Linked DNA regions of Rattus norvegicus: regions 1 and 3 are each linked to region 2. A link is a contact called in public Hi-C data. All regions are on one chromosome and are shown on one strand. The core of a region is the stretch at or near the end of the contact, and the rest is flanking DNA. Distances in the headings are between cores, read along the strand shown.

What was found. Hi-C and Micro-C count contacts between places; a contact is called where the count stands out from the background.
Region 1: a Hi-C map of liver shows a contact between it and region 2, with 3 times the contacts expected there. The contact joins the promoter of Herc3 here to the promoter of Fam13a in region 2. A contact is called at or near these places in 1 of 12 Hi-C or Micro-C datasets (liver) and 1 of 1 datasets of contacts at active chromatin or transcription factors (oligodendrocytes).
Region 3: a Hi-C map of liver shows a contact between it and region 2, with 16 times the contacts expected there. The contact joins the enhancer-like site here to the promoter of Fam13a in region 2. A contact is called at or near these places in 10 of 12 Hi-C or Micro-C datasets (the A7r5 cell line, the Rat2 cell line, Schwann cells and 5 more) and 1 of 1 datasets of contacts at active chromatin or transcription factors (oligodendrocytes).

The regions. Positions count from the first base shown.
Region 1 is chr4:89,280,365-89,285,106 of GRCr8, forward strand. Herc3 (HECT and RLD domain containing E3 ubiquitin protein ligase 3) reads left to right here and starts at 2,081. Exons shown (of 26, transcript NM_001108631.1): 1 at 2,081-2,505; 2 at 2,969-3,109. LOC120102287 (a long non-coding RNA gene) reads left to right here. Exons shown (of 5, transcript XR_005503614.1): 5 at 1,523-1,917.
Region 2 is chr4:89,484,050-89,488,482 of GRCr8, forward strand. It overlaps Fam13a (family with sequence similarity 13, member A), which reads right to left and starts at 1,855. Exons shown (of 18, transcript NM_001100862.1): 1 at 1,672-1,855. The coding sequence starts at 1,700.
Region 3 is chr4:89,702,314-89,706,971 of GRCr8, forward strand. It overlaps the pseudogene Acbd5-ps1. Among named protein-coding and RNA genes, the nearest start is that of Tigd2, 40 kb to the right of the region's middle. Within about 2 kb of position 1,363, at least 2 of the 93 cell types and tissues checked have an H3K27ac peak or open chromatin away from gene starts, as enhancers often do.

The DNA.
Region 1 (4,742 bases), core at 831-3,330, 200 kb before region 2:
AGGTCCACATGAAGCCAATATCCCTGCCATATCCTCAGGATACACCAGGGCACTGGCATAGCCTCAGGATACACCAGGGCACTGGCATAGCCTCAGGATACACCAGGGCACTGGCATAGCCTCAGGATACACCAGGGCACTGGCATAGCCTCAGGATACACCAGGGCACTGGCATAGCCTCAGGATACACCAGGGCACTGGCATAGCCTCAGGATACACCAGGGCACTGGCATAGCCTCAGGATACACCAGGGCACTGGCATAGCCTCAGGATACACCAGGGCACTGGCATAGCCTCAGGATACACCAGGGCACTGGCATAGCCTCAGGATACACCAGGGCACTGGCATAGCCTCAGGATACACCAGGGCACTGGCATAGCCTCAGGATACACCAGGGCACTGGCATATCCTCAGGGTACATCAGGGCACTGGCATAGCCTCAGGATACACCAGGGCACTGGCATATCCTCAGGATACACCAGGGCACTGGCATAGCCTCAGGATACACCAGGGCACTGGCATATCCTCAGGGTACACCAGGGCACTGGCATAGCCTCAGGATACACCAGGGCACTGGCATATCCTCAGGGTACATCAGGGCACTGGCATATCCTCAGGGTACATCAGGGCACTGGCATAGCCTCAGGATACACCAGGGCACTGGCATATCCTCAGGGTACATCAGGGCACTGGCATATCCTCAGGGTACATCAGGGCACTGGCATAGCCTCAGGATACACCAGGGCACTGGCATAGCCTCAGGATACACCAGGGCAAGGCCATATCCTCAGGATACACCAGGGCACTGGCATAGCCTCAGGATACACCAGGGCAAGGCCATATCCTCAGGATCTAGTCAGTCCTTGAGACTTTTTTCCTGTTGGTTAATATGTCAGGTTTTCAGAGTAGGCACCTGAAGACCTAATGAGATATGAATTATTCTGGAAATGTCAGATTATAAAACTTCTTCTACTTACAGTCAATTTCCTTTTAAAATTTAATTAAAATAAAATTATATCACTACCCTTCCTCAAACTTCTCTCATGTGCTCCCCTTCAAATTCATGGCCTCTTTGTTATTGCTACATTTGTATGACTAAGTCAGGATGTACTGAGGAGTCCCTTTAAGAGTTGCTTGTTTGTATATGTTCTTAAAATCGTATATGTTGACAGGGGCTCATGCCTTCATTTTAAATTAGTTTTTGGAGAATTTTGTACATCTTTTTTTGGGTTAAAGCTCCCATGTTCAGCGTTTCAAATTTAAGGCAGACAGATACATAAGTTCACTGTTACCATATAGTTTTCTTGAAGATTATTTGAAGATGAAAGGAACACTAGCTGGAAGCATTTGTGGCCTTGGGAGAAGAAGAATGCTTGCATATCCTCTTAGAGGCCTGGTTAATCGAAGCTGATACTTCTATATACCCATCCTCCCTTCCCCCACTCCCATTGGAGTTTTAGATCAAAGACAGTGCTTTATGATTTTAGAATTGGTGATTCTCATGCTTTCTGTTTTCTGCAGTGTGCTCTCCTCTAGTTCACCCTTACTCTGCACCACTGCGGACCCGCAGTACTTGGCCCCCGAGTGACATCGGTTTGGAACTACTCTCTATTCTGGCAGTCACCCTACAGCACACCATGCCAGTTGCCAGTCACAGTCCCCTTTCACCTCTGCATGAATAATAAGAACGAACGAAGGAAGAAGTTAACCAACCAACCAACCCAATCGACTAAAACCCCTACACCACTGGGCATCGCTCCTTTGCATCCTCGCTGGGAAAAAGCAATTTCACTCCAGCAAAGGTTACTCCTCCATTCTCCTGTTCTGGGTCCAGGGTCCTGCCATCTCTTTACTACCTCCCGGGCTGTGGGTCCCGCATCCTAGCCACCGATCCCACCACCTCCGGGTCGTCTCCCCCGCCCTAGGTCCCGCCCCCTCCCAGTTTCCTTCCAGCCCTGAGTACCGCTACCTCCCCGCCCCCTCCCGGTCATCTCCCGGGCCCCTCCCGCCCCGACGTCGCCCCGCCCTCTCCGCACCCGCCGCGCCCCGCCCCGCTGCCGCCGCCACCATTGGCCAGGCGGGAAGTCGTTCTCCTAGCTCGATCTGCGGGAGTGCGGGGGGAAACTTCATTATTACTGTGACGCTGAAGGCCGGGGAGGCCCGAGCTGCCTGAGGGCTGCAGCCGCCGGGTCGGCGCTGCGGACCCGGGTGCGGGTGCAGGCGGGGCGACGATCTCAGGGCACCGAGCCCGCCGCACTCGCGGGGGAGGGAGGGGGCTGGGCTGTCCGCAGCTCCCTGTCGCGGAGGCGCCTACCGGCTCTGCTCGGCCGCCGGCAGCGGGTGACCTCCCTGCGTGAAGAGCATCGCGGCGCGGCGGCAGGGGAATTCGCGTTGCGGCTGGCCGCGGGCTCCTCCCACCCAGCTGGCGGGCGGGGCTCGGGGATCCGGTGTCTGGTGCAGACGCTGCTGCGGCCGAGCGAGCCGACGGCTGGACCTTGGAGCAGGTGTGTGAACCAAAGGGCTGAACCTGGGGAGACTCGCTCCGGCTACTGCGGGATGCGTGTGCAGTTCGGGGCCCTAGGGGAGGAATGCTTGAACTTTGCTCATCCTGGCTGTTTTCCTTTAGAGTTCACACCTGCCCCATTAAGAAGTGCCTTAAATTTTACCTAAGGCGTCTAGGATTTTGCTGGGATTTGTCTCATCCGGGGTGCTCTGGGGGAGGACGATTCAAGTGATATCTTCCATTTTTATGTGCCTTCTGGCTCTTTCCACAAATAGGAAGCTATTTCTAGAACCTTTCACTTGATAATTTGATAAAGTGAACTGACTTTTAGTTTTAGATTGGAAAGACAGGAAAGCGAAGTAAAAAGGATTAGATTTTAAGATGCAGCCAGAGCAATGTGGTACTTTCAGAGGCAAATTACAGTGCAGCCCTTTTTTGTATTCCTTTCCTCGGATATAAATCAGAAAAACAAAATCGGTGGCTTACACACTCCAGTTTTGACCCCATCTGAGAAGTTAGACTGCAGGAATCAAATTAGATGCAAAACACCTTTGTCATGAAAAAAATAGAAGCCTGGTTCACTGGTAGCCACTTGGACTTGTTCAGTAAATAGTGGGCATTCATCGTGTTAAAAAAAAAAAGAAGCAGGAGTCCAAAAATGTCCAAACTGTTGGAGAAGTCGTTGGGTATTGCATTTCATGTTGCGGGACAAACTTGAATCTCTTAAGATCTGTATACCACTTAAATACGGCTGTGTAAGTAATGAAAGTCGCGCCTCTGCTGGAGACAAACGGCTTTGCACTAGTTTCAGAAATAAAAGCGATAGTCTAATTGAAAGGGATTCTCTTACGAAGGTGGAAATGTCTGAAACTCATTCAGGACCACGGACTATATTAATGGCTCATACCAACATAGCTGCTCGGTGGGGGATCTTATCACATCTTAATGCTCCCCCTTTGTTTTATTTGGGTGACTGGAGGTGCCTGTCAGTGACTTCTTGTATTGCACGGAGAGGATATGGTAACAGGGAGAAACGAAAGTAGAAGTTGTGGTCAGGTGGCTAGCTTGCTGTGAAAGATGCCTGGAGAAATAAACAGGAAAATCGCATTATTTTTCAATAGTTTCTGTCCAATCTATGTAAAAGATGTGAGAGTAGTGAAAATTTACTGCCCCTATTAAGTGGCAAGAATTTTATAAGTTACTCACTTGGCTCTGGTCACATGAAGGATGACTAACGTGATCAAGGTTGGATTGAGGTTAGCCTAACCTACCCCTGGTCCTGATATACACTGAAAAACATTCCCTCTTTAATAGCTAAACATAGTCTTAGTTTCAGAAGTTTACTCATACCTTTCTTTTGGAGGTGGAGTCATACTATATAGTATAAACTAGCTTCTAAGTTACTATAGCCCAAGTGTACATAGAACTCTCAGTAATCCTCCTGCTTCAGCCTTATAAACCCTGGGATTACAGGTGTGCACCATCACCTTATGTATTTTTAAGCACTTAGGAGAACCCTGTTCTGAAGTTATTTCTTTAATGTGCATCTCTTTAACGTGGTGGGACAGTCCTGGCTTCTAGTCCAAATGCCTAGTGTCTGATTAGGGGTGAGCTAACTTAAGGTCTCCAAGCCTTAGTCCCAGCCTCCCACCCCACCCCCAGTCTTGTAAATGGTGATAATATCTAATGCCCAGAGCTGAAAAGAGGATTAAACAAAGTTAACATAAAGGCCCAAACGGATATAGCTGCTTGGTAAGGGATCCTAACACATCTTCATGCATTCCCTTTGCTTTGAGGTAGTGCAGAGAAAAAGGTAAGTTCAGAAAGTGGGGGGCCTAATTGTTGGGCTCTTCTTCAACAGCTTCTCTGTCCTCTCTTCCCTTCGTCCCCCCCCCCCCTTCATTCTAAGACTGGATTTTATATAGCCGAGGCCAGCCTTGAACTCATGGTTGATGCTCCTGCCTTCGCCCTCTTAAGTGTCGTCTTTCTCTGTAGCCACTTAACTAACCAGTGACTCGCTCAGCTGCCATTTCTGCTGGATTGGTAAACCTGTTTCGGCAAGATGACCCCTTTGACAGTACTACCCTTGCCCTCTTAAACATGTGAAACATTCAGAAGTGACACTTGCTGGTGCTAAGTGTGTGCTTCTGTGCAGGTGAGCTCTTTTATCACGAGTCAAGGTTGTAGAGGACAGTCTGGTTAACTATTGAGATTGGCTCGCTCCCCCTCTCCCTCTGT
Region 2 (4,433 bases), core at 605-3,104:
GAGAACAGCATTGGCCCGAGAGCTGACGAAACACTGCAGGAGCATGAGGGAGTTGGCATAAATACTTAGGCTCACAAGGGACCTCTGTGCAGGAAGCCTCATCATACACCTGGCCACTGTTTTCTGGAAGTTTATAATCAAAAGCAGAAATAAGCTCCCAGTGAAGATCGCCAGGGAATCAATCACTCCCTCCCCTCGAGCTTGGGGGGTGGACATTGAGTGCACGAAAGATCAGGGAGACAAAAGTCATGACTCAGCATTCTTGAATGCACATTGAGATATTCGTAGGTTCACTACAGCAACCGACAATGTACAATCATTTTCAGGAAGTCACATGGTCGTTTTTGCTCTGTATTAGCAGGTTTTCTATAATCAGGCAGCTACAACGGGGCTTGGTAATGGCCAACACTTTTTATCTAAAGCACAACCTGCTTAGAACTCTTCAGGACTGACATTGTAAGGATGTAAGTTCCCGACCTTAAAATCAGATATTAAAACTCCAGAAAGCGCACATTAGTTTTGTGGGTGACTTTTTCACCAAATCAATATAGAATTATGGATTCCTCTACAGAGCACTTCCTTCCCCACTGAAGTATCAATTTTCTGATCGGGTACTCTGAACACCTTATCACATTCCTATTTCAGTGGACAGGACAGGACAGCAAAATCAAAGTCTGCAGGAGCCCCTTTATCATAAGTAATACATTTTTTCATCATAGTTCTGTCGTTAAAACACAAACAATATCCGTGGGATTATTTTTTAAGTAAATCTATCTTACCTAAGTTTTTTCAATAAATCGTCATTACTGCCTGATTTTTTTAAAAATACCATTTTCCATAGAAAAATGTAAATGAAACATATATGTGAAGTCAGATGTCACTGTAATTGCAGCTCAAATGTGACCATATGATTAGCCAAAGTAAGTTTTTAAACTATGAACTGTGACCTTGGGTGGCTCAGACTTTTTGTGGGGACAGGACACAGTCATTTCTGTACTGGCTTTAACACACCAGGACACAGCACTCCTATCTACTTCACCAGTAGTGTGCTTCCAAACAGCCCGGGCTATTTACAGTTACCCTTCTTTATTTGATAGGACTCAGGGACCCCTTCATCACAGTCCCCAGCAGCAATGCCAGAACCCAGTGCTCAATCACTCTTACACAGCATTTGGGGGGGGGGTGTCTTTGCTTTTGTTGTTTTGTTTTTTGTTATTTTCCCCAAGCGTCATTTGGGTCACGAATCTACCTAGAATTATTCAAGGAAAAACCATTGTCCTTAACCTTTATTCCGTTTTCTACAATGCACTTGAAGAGACAAAGTCCTTGCCTAGAGAGCAGATAATCAGATCCATCTCCTGAGCCCTCTGAAGTGCTCTAACAGCCTGGAGACCCGGGAAGCCCATTCAGTTTGCTTTGCTTCGGGTAGCAGAGGTATTGTCTTAAATACACTTCCATTAAAAGAAAACATAACTGAACCCAACAATCACGAGCAACTGCACAAAAGTGTCAGTGAAAGAGAAGTGCACTATTTAAATGTTTCCATCTGGTCTGAGGAAAAAGCACAGCGCAGAACGTTCTGCAAGGTTTGCAGCCTGTTACTAATGATGCCGAGCACTGGCCAAGTACGCTGCCCAGAAAATACCAAACAGCATAAGCGGAGAACACTACCTTCGCAGCGGCATGATTTCACAAGCCATCCTCGTGTGTGAATCTGCACGGGATCCTCGAGTGTCTTCCAGGCAAGCCCTGTGTGCAGGGCCCGCGGAACACACAACCTGATGAAGCTGACACTGCCTCTCCACCTCCAGCTGCAGGCAAGGATATTTATCGGCTGCCTCCACATTTACACTGCAGTCCACTTTGACCTTTTGTTCCAGCGAAGCAGCTGAAACCCAGAGCCAATCAGAGGAGGAGCAGTGGAGTGTGAAAGGCTGCTCCTCCCCCTGATCCTCCTCCTGCTTCTCCCGCTCCTCCTTCTGTCCCCACCCCACTTCGCTCTGCTCGCTGCTTAGTGGGCTTGGCAAGCCCCAGCAACCTGAAACTTTCCTCTGAGAGGTTCCAGACAAGTCTGTCAGTCTGTGAAGAGTAACCAATAACTGCAGGGGAGCCCAGTCCTGCAGGGCTCAAAGTGCAAGAAAGCCAGCAAGGAAATGCATTGTCAAGGACAGACAGCGTTCCTTAAGGTCCTGTTTTTGAGGCCCAAGGGAAGAGTTGGACTGCACTTTGTTTTCCTAAAATAAATAGACAAATAAAAACTACTCAAACAGTAACCAGAGAAGGCTTTTCCAGCCTTTTCCAGATGAAAGAATACCTGGACCCTTGCCCTACCCACATTTTCTTCCCCAGATACTTATTTACACTAGGCTGTGAGCAGTTCCTGGTGACATCACTCACGGGAAGGAGGACACCGTGCCCTAAGAAGGTTCAGGTTCTCAGGAGATCAAAATGTCTACTAGCATGGTTCTTCCGTTTGTTGTTGTTGTTTTTTTATTTCATTAATATGAAGTGAATGTAGCTATTTGCATATTATTTTTTTCTACCCAAAATATCAACTGTACTTGGAAGAGACTTGTTTCTTATTATATATTCTTCTATTTTACAAAACCACTTTTCCAAGAAGGGTTCTAAGTGGTCGTTGGTTATTTTTTATAATTTTGTATTTCACACCTATGTATGTGTATGTATGTATATATGTTTGCCTGCATATGCACATGTGTACCACAAGTGTGACTATTGTCAGAGGGGGCCAAAAGGGGGCATAGAATCCTTTGGAATTAGAGTTACAAATGGCTAAGTGGCCATGCTGGGAACCAAACCTGGGTCCTTTGGAAGATCAGCCAGTACTCCAGCCCCTATTATTTCTTTAGGAATACTATTTCTAGGAAAGTATGAAATCATAGATTCATAAGTATGAATTCATAGATACAAAGCAAAAAACACATTATATATAGTTTATTTCACATTATGCAAATTTAACGAGTTCTAACACAGTCACAATCATTATTTTTAGCAGCAGAAAGAACAGAGACCCAGTCAATGACATTCAAAAACTATGCCAGCTTAAAGACTTTCCTGTAGTTTTTCTCAGCTTGCTATTTTTTTAACAGATTACTCAGGAAGCTGAAATTGTCACTATATTCCCTTTTGATAGTATATTTGTACTTTTTTGCATTTAAATTATTACTTCTATTTCTAGAACCAACCTCATTATCAACATCATCATATTTTTGAGCAGTCTTGATGTCTCAGTTATTTTTCCTTTGCTGTGAAGGGACATTGTGATCAGGGCAACTTTTAAACGAAAGTATTTAATTGGGAGCTTGCTTCCCATGTCAGAATTTAGTCCATGACTATCACAGTAGGTAGCATGACAATTGAGAGAGAGAGAGAGAGAGAGAGAGAGAGAGAGAGAGAGAGAGAGAGAGAAGCTAGTGTGGGCTTTTCAAACATCAAAACCTATTCTCAATGACACAACTTCTCCAACAAGGCGACATCTCCCATCTTTTACAAATAATTACACCAACAGGGAAGCAAGCATTCAAATGTGTGACATATGGTAGCCATTCTCATTCAGACTACCACATCTTTTTTTGTCGTGGATCATGGGTGGTTAGGGTGCAGAAGGACACATCACAGTTGTTAAAAGCACTCTTCTGGAAAGTGTTTACAGCCGGTAAAAACATAATTTTTATATTTGGCCTTGGCATTTAAGAGTATAGTCTCCTTTTTTCTCAGCTTTAGATTAGGCACTGTAATGTTGAACTGAGCCAAGGTCATATCTATATCTGGGTAGTCTTTTCTTTTTTTATTAAGAAGACTCATTAATGAGAAACAGTTCTCCAAATAACATCTCATATGATTAAAGTATAATGTCTGAGGATTGTTAAAGAAACATGCTCATCATTTTCATCCTGGTTATACTTTCTTGCTTCATGTTGAAGATCAGGTAGGTGGGTTAAATTAACCATATTCTTTTTAATGTCAAGGCCAGTTTAACATCTGGTCCTTATGTGTTTATTGGACTTGGGAGGAAACCCTGGTTCCTCTTGTCTTTCTTTTGACAGCTAGTCTACTTATGAGATGATAAGTCAAAGGCCTTGTTTGACCATTGTTTCATTTGGAAATGTGAAGCAAATATTTTGTCTTTGCTGACTCTCTTTTTTGTAGACACTGTAAGAGTTCACGTAGTGGTATTTCCATGGCCTCCCTGAACAAAAGAACAGGTGGCTCGCCATAGTCTTTTGAGAGATGCTCCACAGATGACTGGAACTGTGGTGAGCTTGGAAGGTAAGGGGGGGGAGTATTCTCTCTTTAATTACTTTGACCACATCAGTGTAAGACACAAAGTATGGGTATCGAACACTGGTTAGTTACACCGGTCTGCTATTTTTATTACTGTGCAATATTTAGATAAAACTTGAACTGAAATC
Region 3 (4,658 bases), core at 113-2,612, 220 kb after region 2:
ACCAATGCTGGTATGCATGTGGGGAAGGAGAAATGGGTATTTACACATCATTTGTGGAAATAAAAACTGTTGCAGCCACCATGGAAGTCAGTATGGAGGTTCCTTTAAAAGCTACAAATTGCTCTACAATATAGGCCAGCTATAATACCCAAAGGACACTTTAATACTATAAAAATAATTGCTCATCCAAATTCATTGTTGTTCTATTTGCAACTGCCAGGAAACAGGAACAGCCTAGATATCCATTAACTGATGAATGGATTGTTGAAGTTAGGCTGTGGTTCTTCCTCCCAGCCCCATGCTCCAAGAAATAAGACTCAGTCTCAAAATATATTTACAAATATCTTGGCCATATAGCTAGGCTCTTCTTTCACTAGACATAACGAAAAATAGTCCATTTATTCTAGCCTGTATTCTGCCATATGGCAGGTTGTCGTGTGCCTATCTCATCCCATCTTTCCTGGCTGGCTCTATCCAAAAATCTTTTCTCTCTTCCAGATATACCACCTCTACCTCCTGCCTAAGCCATAGACCACAGGCTTTTTAATTGATGACGACGCATCCATGCAAAAAGCAAGATATTCTCTCTGTAATGGATAATGAAAATGTGGTATGTGCATATAATGGAATATTCAATAGTAAAGAAAATTGAAGTTAGCAGATACATGGTTGGAGCTGGATGTAATTATTCTGATTGGCCCAGGCTCACAGCCAAATGCTGGCTGGGTATTCTATCTCATTTGTGGGCTTTTAGCTCTGAATCCTTAGGGATGTATGCTTACACTGTATTAGCCATAGAAAGCAGGAAAGTTGCAAGTATGGATGGAATGGGGGTTTCAAGGGAAGTACGAAAGAACCCAGGAAAAGAGGGGAATAATGGGGTGGGATAATTAACTTGGAATACATTTTTAAAAGCCTATTTCCTAATATAGAAACATATACAAAAAGTATCTAAGTGGAGTTATCTTTTATCAGGGAAGAAAGTGCATGGCCCAGAAGCTACAGATCATCAAATAAAAAGCCTGGTCTCATATATCGTTTTTCTCTTTTGAAGTTGTCAGTCAGTGGGGTTCCATAGTCCCCAAATTACTGACATTTTTCTTGGTGTTCTCTCTAGAACCTGGTTGTAAGGCACCGTTACTAAAGATACCATAGACTTGAGTCATAGCATATGTAGAGACCAAACTGGTACTGACCTGGAAGCTTCATTTCTCCTGGCTAGCTTTCATGGTACAGGGAGGTGTTATGAAAGCTACTGGAGAAGAAAAATAAATCAGCAATCAGTCTTACTCAGCTATAAAGTGTGAATTACAGTAATGACCAGTCTGGCAGGAGAGGCCCACTTGTGCAATTTGGTACAAAGGTTAAGGTAACAACCAACCACTTTCTGATTGGGTTTAAGGACATTCCATAAGACTGAACTCATGACTAGCACTGTTACTGAGGCCAAGACTCTGGGAGCTAAATAGGTTATAGGCACTATGGGAGAACCTAGCACTCTTATTCTGCTAAGTCACAAAACATCTCAACTGATTCCTAATGAGGTTATCACCCTACCATAAATAACTACATAAATAGCTACACTTTTTAACTTTCAGTAGAGAAGCTTCTTTTTCGCAGAAGGTGGTGATTAACAGACACCTACAACTCAACAATGTTGCACAGACTATGCCTGAGTGCTCAGCTCTAAATGGAGTAGCTATATCATAAGACTCTTTTCCAGCCTCATAGATATCGTGGAAGAAGGGAAGGAAAGATTGTAAGAGATACAGGTAGTGAGCAATTACAGTGAGACAGTGTCTCTAGGCATGGCAAGGTTGTTGCACACAGTAGCACATTGCAACTATCACCTCACTGACAAAAGCTTCACAGGATCTATAACCATAATCCAGGAATATACGGGGAAGGAAGGAGGTCATGGTGTCCTACCCCCAGCTGAGGAGCTACCAGCACATGATGGCTGTTGGGAAAGGGAGAGTTATTTCCTTTATGGATGCAACCTCTGAGCGACTACCTATGCTCCAGCATACAGCCTGTAACCATGTACATACTGACAGCACTAAGTGGACTCAGTAAGTCTCATATAAAACAGACACAGACATACATTACATTTGTGTACACATGGGAGGTTTAACATGCTCAAAGTACTTTTTTTTTTTCGGAGCTTCAAAGTACTTTTTATGCACATATGTAGTACACGCCACTGAAGGCTAGATCTACTGCCTGAATTCCAGTAATAAAACATAGCAAATGTGATGTGATCTCACTCTGAGAATCAGATGTAATCCACCCAGTTTCTTATTTCACCCTCCTCCTCCTCCCCATCCTCCTCCTCCCCATCCTCCTCCTCATCCTCCTCCTCATCCTCCTCCTCCTCATCCTCCTCCTTCTCCTCCTCCTCCTCTCCCCTTTTTTCTGCATTTCCCCTCTCTCGGCAGCTGTTATTTCTTTTGCGACCAACAATCCATAACTGAGACCCTTGCTTTAACAGCCGACAAGTTACTGAACCTTCCCAACAGCCATCTTACATGAGTGTAGAGGGGAACTTTTCCTTCAAGTCTTGATATGGCTGCAGCCTAGGCTGACAGTGTCACCGAAGCCTTATAAGGGACCCTAAGTCAGAAGACACAGCTAAATTCTGTCCAATTTCTCATCTACAGAAACTGTCCTGCATCACAGCACATGTTGCTGTTTTGATCTGTTTAAATGGGATTTTTAGATTTCAACATAGTCACCCAAACTCTGTGTTATTTTCTCGACTAATGTTCACCTAACTTCCAAAAGGTTCAAACACCAAGCCTCGAGCACACATAAAAAGGAGTACCCTATCCTGAGCAAAGCCCAAACCCCACCAGTCTGGACCTCTGTGTCCGCGCCAGTGTTTACTTGGCTCCGCAGGCCATTTCTGCTTTACAGTTCTGGTACAGCAAATGCCCTTTGCTTCTGCTTTTTACATTTTTCTAGCTCTGACCTTAGATCTTTTCCCTTCCAACAAAATTATTTTTAACTCTCCCTAAAATAGACCAGGTCCAGCAGTTCCAAAATGACTACCCAGTTTCAAGGACTGTCTGCGATCCTCAAGGCTCCTGATCCCACTGGACCACTGGAGTGGAACGGACAAAGTCCACACGGAAGTCATCAAAGTTACTACCTTTTTTCTGCCTCTGTCCTTTTTATGTGCACTGCACCCCTTCTTTGGGAGCAGACCACTCAGACCAACTCCCATGATCTAGTGATTTTCAACAGGGAAAATCCCTCTTCCAAGTGGATATATTACATTCATATATCCTAGTGAGCTGTATTGTTAAAAACTGCAAAGGACACCACCAAATTAAATAATCTTTAATTTTTCCTATTTAACAGTTTTAAGAAGTTATGATGACAACAGAAATGTGACAAAGGACATAGGTAGCTGCATGAAGCAAGGTTACTCCTAGGAAATTTTAGGTCTCCTATACTGGATTTTAGGGGACATGGCTTAGTCATCGTAAAACTGAAATTTATCAGTGTTTTAGAAATGAAAAAGACACATCTGTCAAAACCTGTGCCATTGACAAAATTTTTAATGAAATATTTATAATGATATGAATGCATCTTTGTAACTAAGTGCACCAGAAGTCAGGATTTGTATTTTATCCCACTTTGGCTCAGGAAGTCTTACCACAATACATAAGCACATTCTGCCACCTCGTGGTAAATAATGAATCCTACATCGTGTAAGATAAATTGTAGAGCTGTATTTTGTGCTGAAGAGTAGGACCAACACCATAAACATTACAGGAAAGATGGCTTTAAAATCTATAGTGATAGCATGTTCTGTGGCATATGTATTTTTAATTAATTAATGTATTTACTTAGTTTTATGTTCATCAGTGTTTTGCCTGTGTAGATGTCTGTGTGAGATGTTGGATCCTCTGGAACTGGATTTACAAATAGTTGGAAGCTGTCAGCACCTGCTGGGTCTTCTAAAGAGTAGCCAGTGCCCTTACCCACTGAGCCATCTTTCCAACCCTCAACATATGTATTTTAAAAGAAGAAAATTAAAAAGTCTTTTTTAAAGCCTTGATATAGGCCTTGGTAAGCCGTTTTGTCCTTAAAATTTTAAGAATTTTGTTTCATGTCTTGTTGCTAAATTTTCTGTGGAGTAATAAAGTATAACCAAATGCCTCTCTGTGATTACATTACCGGAGAAGCAATTCCATAGGCCCTTAGCAGAGGAGTGTACTTGTATTATAGGCACAGTGCTAATACTGTTGTTTTGGAAAGGAAACCACAGAGCTCATTAAGCAAAGCAAACTGGGTCTCTTTCCCTCCAACTTGGTAGTGACTTTCAAACCTACACAGGCATAGTGGTTTCCTAGAAAGGCAGTGTCACATAAGGAAAGATGCCCTGGTGGCCTCTACAGTGATTAATTAATTAATTAATCATGTATCCTTTCAAGATGTGGGTGGCATGGCCTCTCCCACCCTGGTAAGCTGAAATTTTTATTTGGACAATCTGGAATCTGCCAGTACACGCACAGTCTGAAGACAGGATTAGTGACTCAAATTTAACCCCGGTCAAAAGTGACACGTTTACGTCACTAGAATGCTCAGTATAATATCCAAGAACACCTGGTTGGGTGATAGGACAGAGCGTGCTATAGAGGGACTAAAGA